2 separate regions of the Mus musculus genome follow, and region 2 is linked to region 1. Evidence: chromatin contacts called from public HiChIP or PLAC-seq data. All regions are on one chromosome and are shown on one strand. Each heading gives the region's core, a stretch centred on a gene start, on an enhancer-like site or on the middle of the called end of the contact. The rest is flanking DNA. Distances are from core to core; before and after follow the strand shown.

The links. HiChIP or PLAC-seq counts read pairs in DNA pulled down with a chosen protein or histone mark.
Region 2: an H3K27ac HiChIP or PLAC-seq map of heart atrium shows a contact between it and region 1, with 4 times the contacts expected there. The contact joins two enhancer-like sites. A contact is called at or near these places in 1 of 484 Hi-C or Micro-C datasets (uterus) and 1 of 115 datasets of contacts at active chromatin or transcription factors (heart atrium).

Annotation. Positions count from the first base shown.
Region 1 is chr2:159,729,709-159,735,927 of GRCm38.p6, forward strand. No RefSeq gene overlaps it. Among named protein-coding and RNA genes, the nearest start is that of 4933416E03Rik, 210 kb to the right of the region's middle. Within about 2 kb of position 2,878, at least 53 of the 459 cell types and tissues checked have an H3K27ac peak or open chromatin away from gene starts, as enhancers often do. A contact at or near this core is called in heart atrium and uterus, where this site is marked.
Region 2 is chr2:160,063,539-160,069,757 of GRCm38.p6, forward strand. No RefSeq gene overlaps it. Among named protein-coding and RNA genes, the nearest start is that of 9130015L21Rik, 50 kb to the left of the region's middle. Within about 2 kb of position 3,628, at least 48 of the 459 cell types and tissues checked have an H3K27ac peak or open chromatin away from gene starts, as enhancers often do. A contact at or near this core is called in heart atrium and uterus, where this site is marked.

The DNA of each region.
Region 1 (6,219 bases), core at 1,628-4,127:
TGTACCCACCAGCTGTTTATTGTTGTTGCTGAGAGTTAAGTATAACACCTCCCTTAGCAACTGCAAAGGCCCTTGGTTACCTGTGATGTTTAACAGCCACTCTCTGCATGAACAGCTATGGAAAGCTTCATCCTGCACCATCTCAGGTTCATGATCATTTCTGTCTGAGATAAGACAACAGGAAGGATGCCTTGGCACTGACTTGGAAGCTCCCTGACATGCATTGGTCAGACACAGGCTCTCGGAATTACGAGGGACGTGAATCCTGCAGGTGGTTGACAAATGTCTATTACAGCACTCATTCATCAGGAATATTTCACAGTTTATGCCTGTAGACTGTACCCTCAGGCAACATAGTATACTTTGCTTCAGGCAGATAACTTTTTTCATTGTATGCATTTAAACATAGCCCCCCCCCCCCCCCACACACACACACACACATACACCTTCATGGAACTAATATACTAGATCACAGGATGCAATCCAAAGCAGTTTAATTCCCCCCTAAGCCCACATTCGCCCGTATCTGAGCACCTATCCAGGCCCTTCCCCCATACACTGGGTTAACTTTTAGGAAGACCACAGCATTTATCTCTTCTCTTTGAGATAAACAAAGTTAACTCTGCCTGCTGGAACTGCCTGTAATCGTCTCTGGTTGGTGATGACTGTGTCCTCGGAGGGCAATGATCATAGCCTTGACCCTCTGCTCTCATCTGACTCTGCAGCAGGTTGGAAATACACAGAAGCGGGACACAAACCTGATCTTCTTACTAACACCATCCGCCCTCTGCCATGTCCTGTATTAACTTCCCAGTCTCTTGCTTACACAGGAGAAAGATGACAGCCCAAAGGCTTGGAAATGCCGTATCTGACTGGCACCTGTGCACACTGGGTTTCCTTGGCCTCGGACAGATTTTTACAATTCATTTTGCCTCTGACGGGTTATTCTTATGGGGATTCTACCTGAGCCCCTTGGCACAAAGGATCTATTTCCCAACTGGTCTTATGAGAGAAAACCTTTGGCTTCTTTAAATGTGAACGGTTTGTTTATTTGTTTTCACCATCCTCTAACTTCAGGTTTGCAAGACTATCCGTGTTTTTCATTACAAACACAGCTTTATTAGAGGTTAGCTCTCTTGACACCAGTGCAATCATTATGTGCCTTTATAGGCTAATGTGACTGTGACAGGAGTTTCTTATGCTTATTAGGACTTCATATTTATGAAAATTGCACTTATTAGCATTGTCTCTAGATCTGGTTATTTAATATGTTAAGGATTTTTGAAATATTTTGATAACCATGCTTAATGGGAATTGCTTGTTTTGCGATTCCCATGAATGAAATTTATGCATTAAAATCAGCAATCTGAGGACTGGTGATCACTGCATTTTGTTGAGTTTGCACTCTACCTTAAATCATCTCTGCTCTTGTCCTATGTTCCTCCCTAGCAGCTTTGCAAGCAAAATACCCTTAAGGGATGAAGGTCACTACTCTTTCTCCAGCTCATATGGCTGACGTCTCCATGGGGAGCATGTAGTATGACCAGGGCTTGGAAACCATGCAAGAATTCCCTGGCCACAATTCCTACTTGGTTTGCTGTGGAGGTCTGCTAGCCTGCTGGGGCACACTAGAAGAGCATCTTCTCTGTGTATGTGTTAAGGTGCTCTCAATGTAATTGGTGAATAACATGCTCTGAGCTCTCCCTAAGCTCCCAGCCAATGCCTTTGGCTTTCCAGCCTCCTGCCAGGGCTCCAGACCTCCCACTATTTGGGAACCTAAGAGTAAATACTTGGCAAAGCAGAACACTGCAGGAGCTGACTCCAGTTGCATAGTTGATTTCAGTTCTCATTTGTCAGTGCTTGGGCCTCACTGGTTGCTGGAACCCTTTGGCATATCCACTCTGTTCACAGAATCCAAAGGAAGAAGTGAAGCTCTCCTGATGGGTCTTTCCAAGCTGCCACTAGGTGGGGAACAAAGGGACATATGTCCTACTCCTTCTTCTCAAAGAGCAGAAATATTCTGGTATATTTCCCTAAACATATCACATTTTAGTTAATCACAGTGCTCCAATCTTAGACTTTTCAGGTAGCCTTTGGTACACATCTGTATGGCTCATACTACACATATATTCATTGAAGTTATTTCAGGCAACATGTGATCTCACACACACACACATACACACATCTATGATGGGATCCATAGAAGAATATTGAACTATAGGGGCTTTAGATTCGGTGTTGGCCTTTGGAGATATGTGTAGAGGGACCATGAAACTGGGAGGCAGAGAAAACTAACAACGTAAGGCCTCCAATCTAAAGACAGAGTCCACTAATCCTGAGTTGCACTTCTGGCACGGGACGGTGGCCCTCCCACTTCTCAACCGGGGGATTCTTTGCTACCTGCCTGCCCACCCAAGGGCCCAGCCTCAGAATAACCCTCAGCCCTCATCTGATCTGTTACCAAAGAGACAGAAATAAGGAGGCTTGAATGCAGCACACACACTGATTTCCTGGGTAGCCAGTTTGTGTCTTTCATGTCTCAGTGCTATTTTGAGGGAAAAACAAAAACAAACAGACGAATTTACTGAACAGGAGGAAAGGGCTGCTTCATTTGTTGCTAATGGGTGCTCTAGGCTTTGTGGGTTTGCCTCTTGGAGGGCAGGCAGTTGTCTCCCAGCCAGAGTCCTCCTGACTCTGGCATTTAACAGGGTCTGCCTTCAGTGTCTTAGCCAGGGTTTCCTTTGAGAGTAAACAGCCCCTTACTACTTACTGCCTTTTACACCACCAAGAAAATGAGATTACTCTGAGAGGAGACAGCAGCTCCAGGCTGCTGTCGAAAGGGCGCTCTGACTGTTTGTTTGGCTGAAAGGCACCACACAGCACAGCTCAGGCTTGTTTAAAATTAGCTTCCCCCATAAATCACTTGCACAATGAAGTGAAGTGCCTGCCTCTGCCCTCTGACATATTTGTGTCTCTGTTTATTTTTAATGATGACATGGCTCTTTCTGTCTCCAGTTGGCTCTGTATCTTCCACATTCCCAAACACTAAAATCAGTGCCAAATGAGCAAAATCTAAGAAACGGCAGGGAAAAAGGATTTCCTTTGCTTGAAACGCAGAAGATGGTGGAGAACCTGAGTAAGGCCCTTTCTGCCTTAACCAGATTATAATGCCCTAAAAAGGTTTCTATGGGGAAGACAAGGGAATGATGACAGTGACAACATTAAACATGTAGATACAACAGTCATACACAAAAAATGAAATATTTTTAGAAAGAAAAATAAATGCAAACAAATATAAACATAGATGATAGATAGATAGATAGATAGATAGATAGATAGATAGATAGATAGATAGATAGATAGAGGATGGATGGATAGATAGATAGGTAGGTAGATAGTCAAATATGTGATCCTCTGAAGAGCATAAGAGGTTAGTGGAGGGACACAGTGAATATGTAGTTCATTAGCAAAACCTTTCAACTTTGATATCCATATGGTTTTTTTTTTTCTTTTACAAGTAGTGTGATCAGAGTTTCTGCCCTAAAGCCTTGGGAGAACTAGAGGCCTGCTACTTCTAAATGAGTATACAATCTCATAGTTGTCTCCAATCCAAATTTTATTTTAAAAATCTATTTATATAGAGCTAACTTCAATAATTTATAATGGGAAAGACACGATATTTGACCCAGCGATAAGTCCAAAATATAGAATATTCTTAGAGACAGGGCAATTTTATTAGACATGTCACCACCTTTCCAACTTAAAAACTCTATCTGCTAGGAAAAGCTCCCAGAACAACTTTCCCACCCATCGCACAGAACACAAAGAAAGAGAAGCAAAGTAGCCACCAGGACTAAAACTCACGCAGGAGGCCAGAGTCAAGAGTCAGGGGTGTCAAGGAGATGATAGCCAACTTGGGTGGACCCGCCATTTATTATTACAAATAGGTAATTTACTCAAAAACTCTGATTGGAAGTGAAAAGTGTTCTGCGAGGGTTCTTTCTTGTGAGTGCAGTCTCTGTGAGGCAAGGATGATATTCATTTTCTTATTGCAATTTTTGGTAGTAGCATCATTGGGAAACCACCTGTAGATCTAGGAAGGAGAGGTATTCGCTCACTAGGTCACAGTACCCCGTAGCATACGGCAAGGGTGCAAACATAAAATTGCAGTATCGCTGGACCGCAGGGATGATGCCCTGAGTTTCTCTCGCCTGAGCATTGACTTCAGAGATTCAGCTATCCCTGCACTGCTCTGATAGTGCTCTGCTTAAGGAGAGCTGGTTAGAGCTTAGGCACTGCTCTAGAAGAAGCACAGTTCATTGTCTTCTCAGGAAAGAAAGTCAACTCCTCCCATGGAGAAGGGTGCGAAGATTAAATCGTAACCACATATATAAGGAGAGCCAAGTGAAAGTGATTCTCATAAATCAAGATTATCTACTCATTTGCTGACAAACAGTAGCCTTCAATAAAATTCTTTCATCTTGGGTAGATAATATGAAAAGTACTTTTAAGAATTGAGCATAAGAATAGCTATAGGAAGTAATCTATAACGAAAATGGTTAGCAATAAGGTGATAAAAGATAAAAAGGAAGGATATGAACATATATCAAAGTAGTGAATGACTTTGTCTCAAGGAAGTAAGGCAGAGAGCAACAGATGAAGACAGCCAGCATCTCCCTCTGGCCCCTGCATGTGTGTGCACACATGTGTACACACATACTCAAGTGAAGGAAACACACACAAACACACACACACACACACAGAGTATGACCATGGAGTCTATGTTTGAGTCAGTAAGAAGCCAAATCCATATTGTATGAACTCAAGATGAGGACAAAACTCCGAGTTTGAGGTCTCTAAAAATACAGGTATAATGTCAAAGGAAGAGAAGGGAACAGGACACAAATGAATGCAGTTTTGAAGCAATACCGGAATGGTTAGGGGAAGACAACAAAAACAAAACAAAAAAATAATAAATAAATAAATCAAATCAGAGAAAAGATCTTATAGTGCATTGCCAAGGAGTTCATGACATTTCAGGGAAGTCAGTGGGTGGGAGCCAAGTGTGGTTGTGCGGAGAGCCGTGCACAATAGGCTCAAAGGTTAAGAAAACGAAAATTGGAAACTTTGGATAATTTGCCCAAAGCCAAGAGTTAGAAAGGACAGGCAGAAACTTCAACGTATGAATTATATATTAGACTCAGCCAGCTTGTGGTGTTACCTGGAAATGCTAAATTAAGCTGTGTAAATACAGTGGGCCTCAGCTAATTCAAACACCTTCCATCCTTCCTGGGCAAAGACTAAATGTCTTATTTGCTTCGTTCTTCTCTGTAGCAAATGTTAATAGTGGACACCCTGCTGGACACTTTAATATAGCTCCTCAACCCAGACTATACAAAGTCTAATAGTGTATGTAAAGCATTCCCATGACACATGTTACATACGCTGCTAAGCTGTGCTGAGACAGACCATCAGAAACTGTTGTTTGTGTTTCCTTATATTTTCCCTGTGTATTTATCACTTTTTGTTCTTCCTGTTTCTCCTGGCATTTTGTACCAACCATCTGGGATCATTTTGTAACTTCCATTGGTAGCATCTGCTTGTGCTAAACTATCTCCATTGTTCTTGGCGCTAAAATGTCTTCATTTTACCTTCATTCTTAAAATGATACCTTGCTGTGCAGTTTTAGCATAGGAGTGTGGTTGCTTCCTTATTTTTTATTATTTTTCAGGAAATGGTAAGCTTGACCTTTTCTTCTGGTCTCTATTGTAGCTGTTGAATAGTCAGCAACCCTGCTCGACTGAAGAGAACATGACTATTCCTCCACCCCCTCATGGTTTTTCTTCTCCTTTTACAGTTGCTGTAATGTGCCTAGAAGATTATTTTAAGAGACCTATTTATTTTTATTTTATGTGGATAGGTGTTTTGCCTACAAGTTATGTCTATGCACTACAGGAATATTGTGTTCACCAAAGTCAGAAGAAAACATAGAGTTCTCTACATATAGCTATGCATGCAGATGTGAGGCTCCACGTAAGTGCTGGGGTCTGAATCCAAGCCCTAGACAAGACAAGCCAGTCCTCTTCAGCATTGAGCCAACTCTCTAGTCTCATTCTTAGACGATGGTTAATTCCTACTTGGGGACAGTTTTGGTTTTTAGAACCTGACAATCCGCATCTTTGATTATTTCTGAAGCTATTTGAACCCAATGTCTCTTCT
Region 2 (6,219 bases), core at 2,378-4,877, 330 kb after region 1:
TGCTGCTCATGCTACTCCTTGCCAGAAACCTCTAGTGGATTCTTCTAATTAGTATGGTTCCCCCGTAAGAACAATATGACTAACTCCAACCAACCAAAGAGCCTCCTCCTCTAAATGAAAAGGGCCCTGGCTTCTCTGGAACCCACTGGATATCTACCCTGAAGGAAATGCAATAGTGTCCACTCTCATTTATCCAGGAAATGTCCACCTTGGCATTTATCAGAGGGGAAGACCGAGGCTTGGGGATATAAGGCAACTTTCCCAAAGTCAGTGAGAAAGCAAAATGTTCTCTAACATGAACTGTTCTTGAATGAGAGGCTGGATCTGGGTTAGAGAGGCTGCCATTGGATGACCTGAGTACTCCTAAGAAGCAGCCATGTTACAGTGTCTGAAAGATAAATTCTGTCTTGTAGCTTTGGCCAACCATGAGACCAGGCTCAACTTTATCTCTGATACCTCCACTGCCTGATATGTTTCCTAACATTTTCTTCCATCCATATCTTTAATTGCGGGTTGTCCACAGTTTCCCATCCGTGACCACACCAAAGACAAAGGTGATTCCAAGCACAAGCTCTGGTTATCTCACAAAACAGGTGCCATCCTCCACAGCTTAAGCACACTATCAGGCTGGTGGTTTCTCCCCTCATCTTTGCCCAGTGCTCCAGTCAACAGCATCTTTGATCAGGGTTAAAGTTAAAGCCACTTCTTGGCTTTTCTTTCCCCAGCTTCTACACTTTCAGTCCATTCTGGATAGGAGGACCCAATATTCTGAGGCTTAAGACTCAACCCCAACCCAGGGAAGACATAGTCTAAGCTGTTACTTTGCATTCATTCTGCCTCCTGTAATCCTATGTCTCCATTATTTTTCTGATTACCTTCTGTTCTCAAGAGTTGCTGGAAACCAGACTAGCTGGGTCCTGTTCCAGGATACCTGCTTTCATATGTTTAGGGTCTACTGCATGGTATTTGGATATACATATACAGGGACAACAAATATCCACTCGTGCAAATTAGCATCTCCATCATTTTGCATGGTTTCCTAAAATCTACTCCTTGAGGAACTCCTCCCTGTGAGCTACGGTATTAGTGACTACGCTGACCTTGTGTTCTGTTTGCTCTCTAGACCTGTGTTACTGGCTATACCTAGTGACTTCCATCTTTTACTCCCAAGTTATCCAGTCACATGTTTCTACCCCTTTTCTATGCATTTGTTTGTTATTTTAAGATTTTACATATAAGGGGGGGGTGGTCCTGTTATATGTGTCTTTCTATATCTGGCCTGCATTATTTAGCATGTCCTCTAGGCTCCTCCATGCTGTAAATGACAGGATTTCTTTCTTTTATAAGGATGACTAACAATGCATTATCCACAGATAGCTACACTACATTCTCTTAACCCATTCATCTATTGATGTATATTTATGCTGTTTGAATACCTTGGGTATTGTGAGTCATGCTACAGTAAACATGTGGGATCAGATATTTTTATGTGCTGCTGACTTAATATTCATTGGGGCCACACCAAGCAGAGGTTTTGCTGGATATATAGTAGTCCTGCCTTTTACATCTTTAGAGATTTTCATATTTTTTTCTATAATGTTGTACCTACCTACATGGGCACCAATAGTGGACAAATGTTTCTTTTTTTCCCTGTCTTTGCCAGCCTTGCTTATCCTTACCTTTTTGATGATAGTGGCACCACACTAAGAGATATGAGAGGGTATCCTGTTGAGGCTTCTGTTTACATTTCTCTCACAGTTCAAGCTACAACTGCTTAATAAAGTATCCAGGCAATCCAAAGTCCGCGGGAGTCTGAGTAGCCCTTATTATATAATATGGATGTCAACCTAGGACTGAAGTCAACCTTCTTCTCTACCTTCAACTTCCTCACATGCCCTTGAAATGACACTTTTGTCATTTGGCCCTTTGGCCATAAGCCCTCTCTACTTATCACTAAGAAATGCCTGCCCTTCTTTCCTGGCAACTTGCTTAGCATACCTCTAGAAAGCCTCCCTTGGCTTTGAAAGGCTGACCAGTGTTTGTGCTCCCTCTGTGTCCCTAAAAGCCATTTGTTTGTCATTATATGACATAGCCTCACTTCTTCACTGGTGTCAGAGCATCCCGAGCCACCCAGGCCAGGTCTTCTGCTCTAGATTGTATAGGAGGGGGTTGGGGGGGGATAGGTAAGGAAGGAAAAACTAACAATGAATGAGGCTAATGTCTCCATCCAGAATTTGCAGGTGAGGATAACAAAGCTTGCAAAAAATAGTAGTGATGCACTCACTGTGCTTCTGATTAATGGCAGAGCTGGACTTCAGCCTCTAGCCCTTCTGACTGCAGAGGTATTGTTAAAGGTATCACACTGAGAGCTTCAGACAATGGTCATTAAGCAGCTGATGATGAACCAAAGATGCACTTCTACAGCTGGGCCTCTCCAGTCCCTTTGGTCCCCTCTCTCTTGCAGCACATGCATTCCTCTGAGCCACGCCTTCTATCTGGAGTGACCCTGGTCTGAACCCCCGCAGTATCATGTTTGGGATCCATTCACCACTTAAATTTGCAGGCTTGCTTTCCACTTCCACAGAAACATAGTCAGAAATGACCCTGCACCAAACACCCATCAGAAACCTGTGTGCAATCTGTCTTTATTACTACGAAGAAAGGTTGTCCTGCGAGGCACGGAGCAGGAGGTGGGGGAAGGAGAAATTAATTGAATGTCAAGTTTCAATTGTTGAGTCACTAATCTAATCGGTGACAACTTTAGCCTTTTCGATGTACAGCTTAGCTTTCCAAAAAAAAATTAGAAATATCCTCTTTTCCAAAAAGCTATTGGAGAAGAGATAATTACCCCAATACAATCTGGGCTTATTCTCAGAGTTGTGAGCTCTTTTTTTCTTTTTTTTTTTCCTTTTAAACACGACAACATTTCCTACATGTGTTCAATGAAGCTGAAAATGCTATTTTGATAATGGGCCCACAGAACGTTTAACAGGCCGGGATGACAATGTGAGACTTTCTTGGGGAAACAGGAAGCAATGGAAAGCTATAATAGGAGTCATTAGTGGGGACTTGGGAGTCTGCTGGAGACACTGGTGCAATTCTCAGCTTTACTGTTTTCTTAATAAGGCTCTTTGGAGATCAGATTCAAAGTGTCATGTCACCAAACCCCAGGCCCTGAGCCCTGTCCCTGCATTCAATCAGAGCCTCCCCGTTGTCCAGATAGAAGCCCCCTTCTACAACCCCTCCCCTCAGTCAGCCAATGTTGCCTGAATTCCTACCATAGTGCAGTTTCCCTCTGAGCTACTGACAGTGAGCTAAAAATAACCTTTGTCCCTATACTCCCCAGCCCAGAAGAAGACAGACAAAAAGGAGAGAGTTGGTGGGGTTTTGTTTTGTTTTGTTTTGTTTTGGAGTTGGGTTCTGTGTGAACTGGTAGCACATGCTCTGTGGGAGTAGAGACTACGGAGCAGTCAAGTCCATGGTCTTGAAAGATGAGTAGGGTTTCCCCAGTGTGAGAAACTGAGACTCCTTCATCTGGCTTCATGCCCACTCTTGCCTCTGAACTGAGGCCAGAAAGACGGAATCACATGCTCAACCTTGGAAATGAGAGTGAAGTCCAAGCTCTGGAAATTCACTGACTGAAAATAGTTCACTAAGGAGAAGGCAGAGCCATTCTATTAAGCAGAGTGAACAGAGCAGAGGACGGGCAGGAGAAAATGGGATCTGTATACCAAGCTGGTTAGCTCTTAGAGCTGTCAGCAGAAGCCAGACCAGCTCTGAAGCCTCCTTGACACCTAGAACTGAGCCCCAAAGGGAGTTACTCCCAGCAGAGTCAGTCTCCACCAGCCTTGGTTTCCTAAATCAAAGCCAGTTCTCTTCTAGACAAAGGGGAGCAAGCATGTCTTTCAAGACCTTGGTTCTCTTAGAGGACAGGGAGGTAAAAATTACTTTAATCTTTCTTTCTGGTCTCTGGAATAATGAGGAAGAAGACAACCAGAAGCTGGGCATCTGTAAAAACTAAGGCACAGCCTTCTTCAGACAAGGTAACCATGCTAAGTAAGCGGCCAAGGTTCAAAGAACTGATAAGTGATTGCCTATATGGTGAGTTAACATACTTAAGTACTCTCACACACAAATAACGTAATATTCCACAGACAAAGATGTAAATAAGGTTGATGTCTGAGAAAGTTTGTGGTCCTAAGAAGCAAATTCCAAATTAGCTTTAAGACTGAGAAAAGAAACGGTAACTATGAAGTCCAGGAGTGACCATAGAACTGATAAGATTAAAAGTATTCTCAATGAGGAAAGAAGAGGCAGTCCGAGTGGTCCCCAGCTAGCAAAGCCCTATGACAGGTACAGTCACATAGAGAATGGGATGCTCTTGTCCCTTTAATTGATGTCCTAGTCCTGGAAGCCGCCTCCACCCAAGTTCAGCAAAAGCACACGGCTGAGTTTTCCTTGTGGTTGCTTTGGTTTGGCATGTCAGTTAATTTTGTTTGGTGGAAAAAAAAAACACGAAGTGGCTGGTTCTGACGTCGAAATCTGTGCGGTTCAAAACAATGATCGCATGGTAGGGAGCAGGCGGCTGTGAGTCAGAGAGATTATGGAAATGCAGCAAGATGTTGTGAAGGAACACGGAACTGGGGACACTTGAGGGCACCTATCCCAATCTCAGCAGCCTGTGCTCCTCAACATTTGAGTCACACAAGGCAAACATCAAAAAAAAAATGTAAATAAATTATTTCAAAAAGCTCTTTGAAGTAGTAATTAGCATCATTTGAAAAAAATCTGCTCAATTTTACCTTTTGATTTTCAAGTAGCCTTTTAGCTTTGTGCATGTAACTAGTGCCTCCCCAATACCTTTATTATACATAGAAAATTCTTTCTATGTTATGTTGTCCTCATTTTCATCGTGATGGGGTTTCTGCAACAGCATTTGGTAGAAGCCGTGAAGGAACACTTCTGTCCTAAGTCGGAAGTGTTGGTGTCTGTCCTTAAGTCCCGTGAAAATGGAAACAAATACTAATGAAGAGTTCACAGTTGAAGATGAAGAGAATAAACGGAGCCTGGCACCTGAGAAGAGAGCAAAGTTCTGCCATCACAGTATGTGGTGCTGACGTCGCATCTCCTGAGCTCCACGGATATGAGAATTCTACTCATCCCATTTTTTCTTCTCTATGTTCCCAAGAATCTGGAGACGTGGCTGGCAAAGCACACAGGTATTGTCTAGAACTCTGTGGATGAAGTTGCACCATTCATAGCGATGAAGATTCCATCAAAAGGCAGAGCAGATTCTCCAAGTCACAGAATCCCAGGGCCAAACTAAGGATTCAACTGAATTTGACTGCACAGTTCCCTGATCTTCAGAAGGCACTGATCTTTCTTCCTCCTTAGAGAGCTGGGCTTCCTGTTTCCTTGGTCCCGACTTGCTGCCTGCAGTGATAGAATCCTCAGCCCGTTGCAACACTTAAAGCAGTGGTTTCCCACAGTGAGGAGAGGTATGATTGCACTTGGAGTTAGATAAATGTGTAGGACGTGGATGTCTGCTCATTTAACTTGTGCCTATTGCATGACTAATCCCTCTTGGGAGCACCACTTTGGTGGTCAATTCAGACCTCTATAGATGCCTTTTACCTTAGGTTGTATGTTCTTTGACATGCATGAAAGAGCTAAAATTTCCTGAGAAATTGTGATACCCTAGAAACCTTTAACAACTGACAGTCAGGTAAAGTTCAGGCACTTACCTGCACTGAGCCAGGACACCTGTGTGCTTCTGTCTCCATCCCATTTCACCAGGCCTTACACTCAGGAGCAGTTGGCCAACACAAGATGGACTCCATGGGTTTCTTTTACTGATACGGTTGGAGGTAGAGGTGGTTTAGTAGGTTGCTTTTTCTGCTTCTTTTGGGTTTTTTTTTTTAGTTTGTTTTGTTTGTTTATTTGTTTGTTCAGGGACTGTGTGTGTGTGTGTGTGTGTGTGTGTGTGTGTGTGTGTGTATCTTTTAATGAATTAAAAACAGACTCTTCTCCCCAAAGGATACATTCCAACTACAGTTCCCCTCCCTCTACTCCTCTCAGCTCTGCCTCCTACCTCCCCTTGCCCCCAGATCTACTCCTCGTCCATTTCCCTTCAGAAAGAACCAAGCCATCAAGAGAGACCAATCAAACACAACAATTGTTAGTTCATGTAAAGAGAAAGAGAGAGAACATGATGTTGGG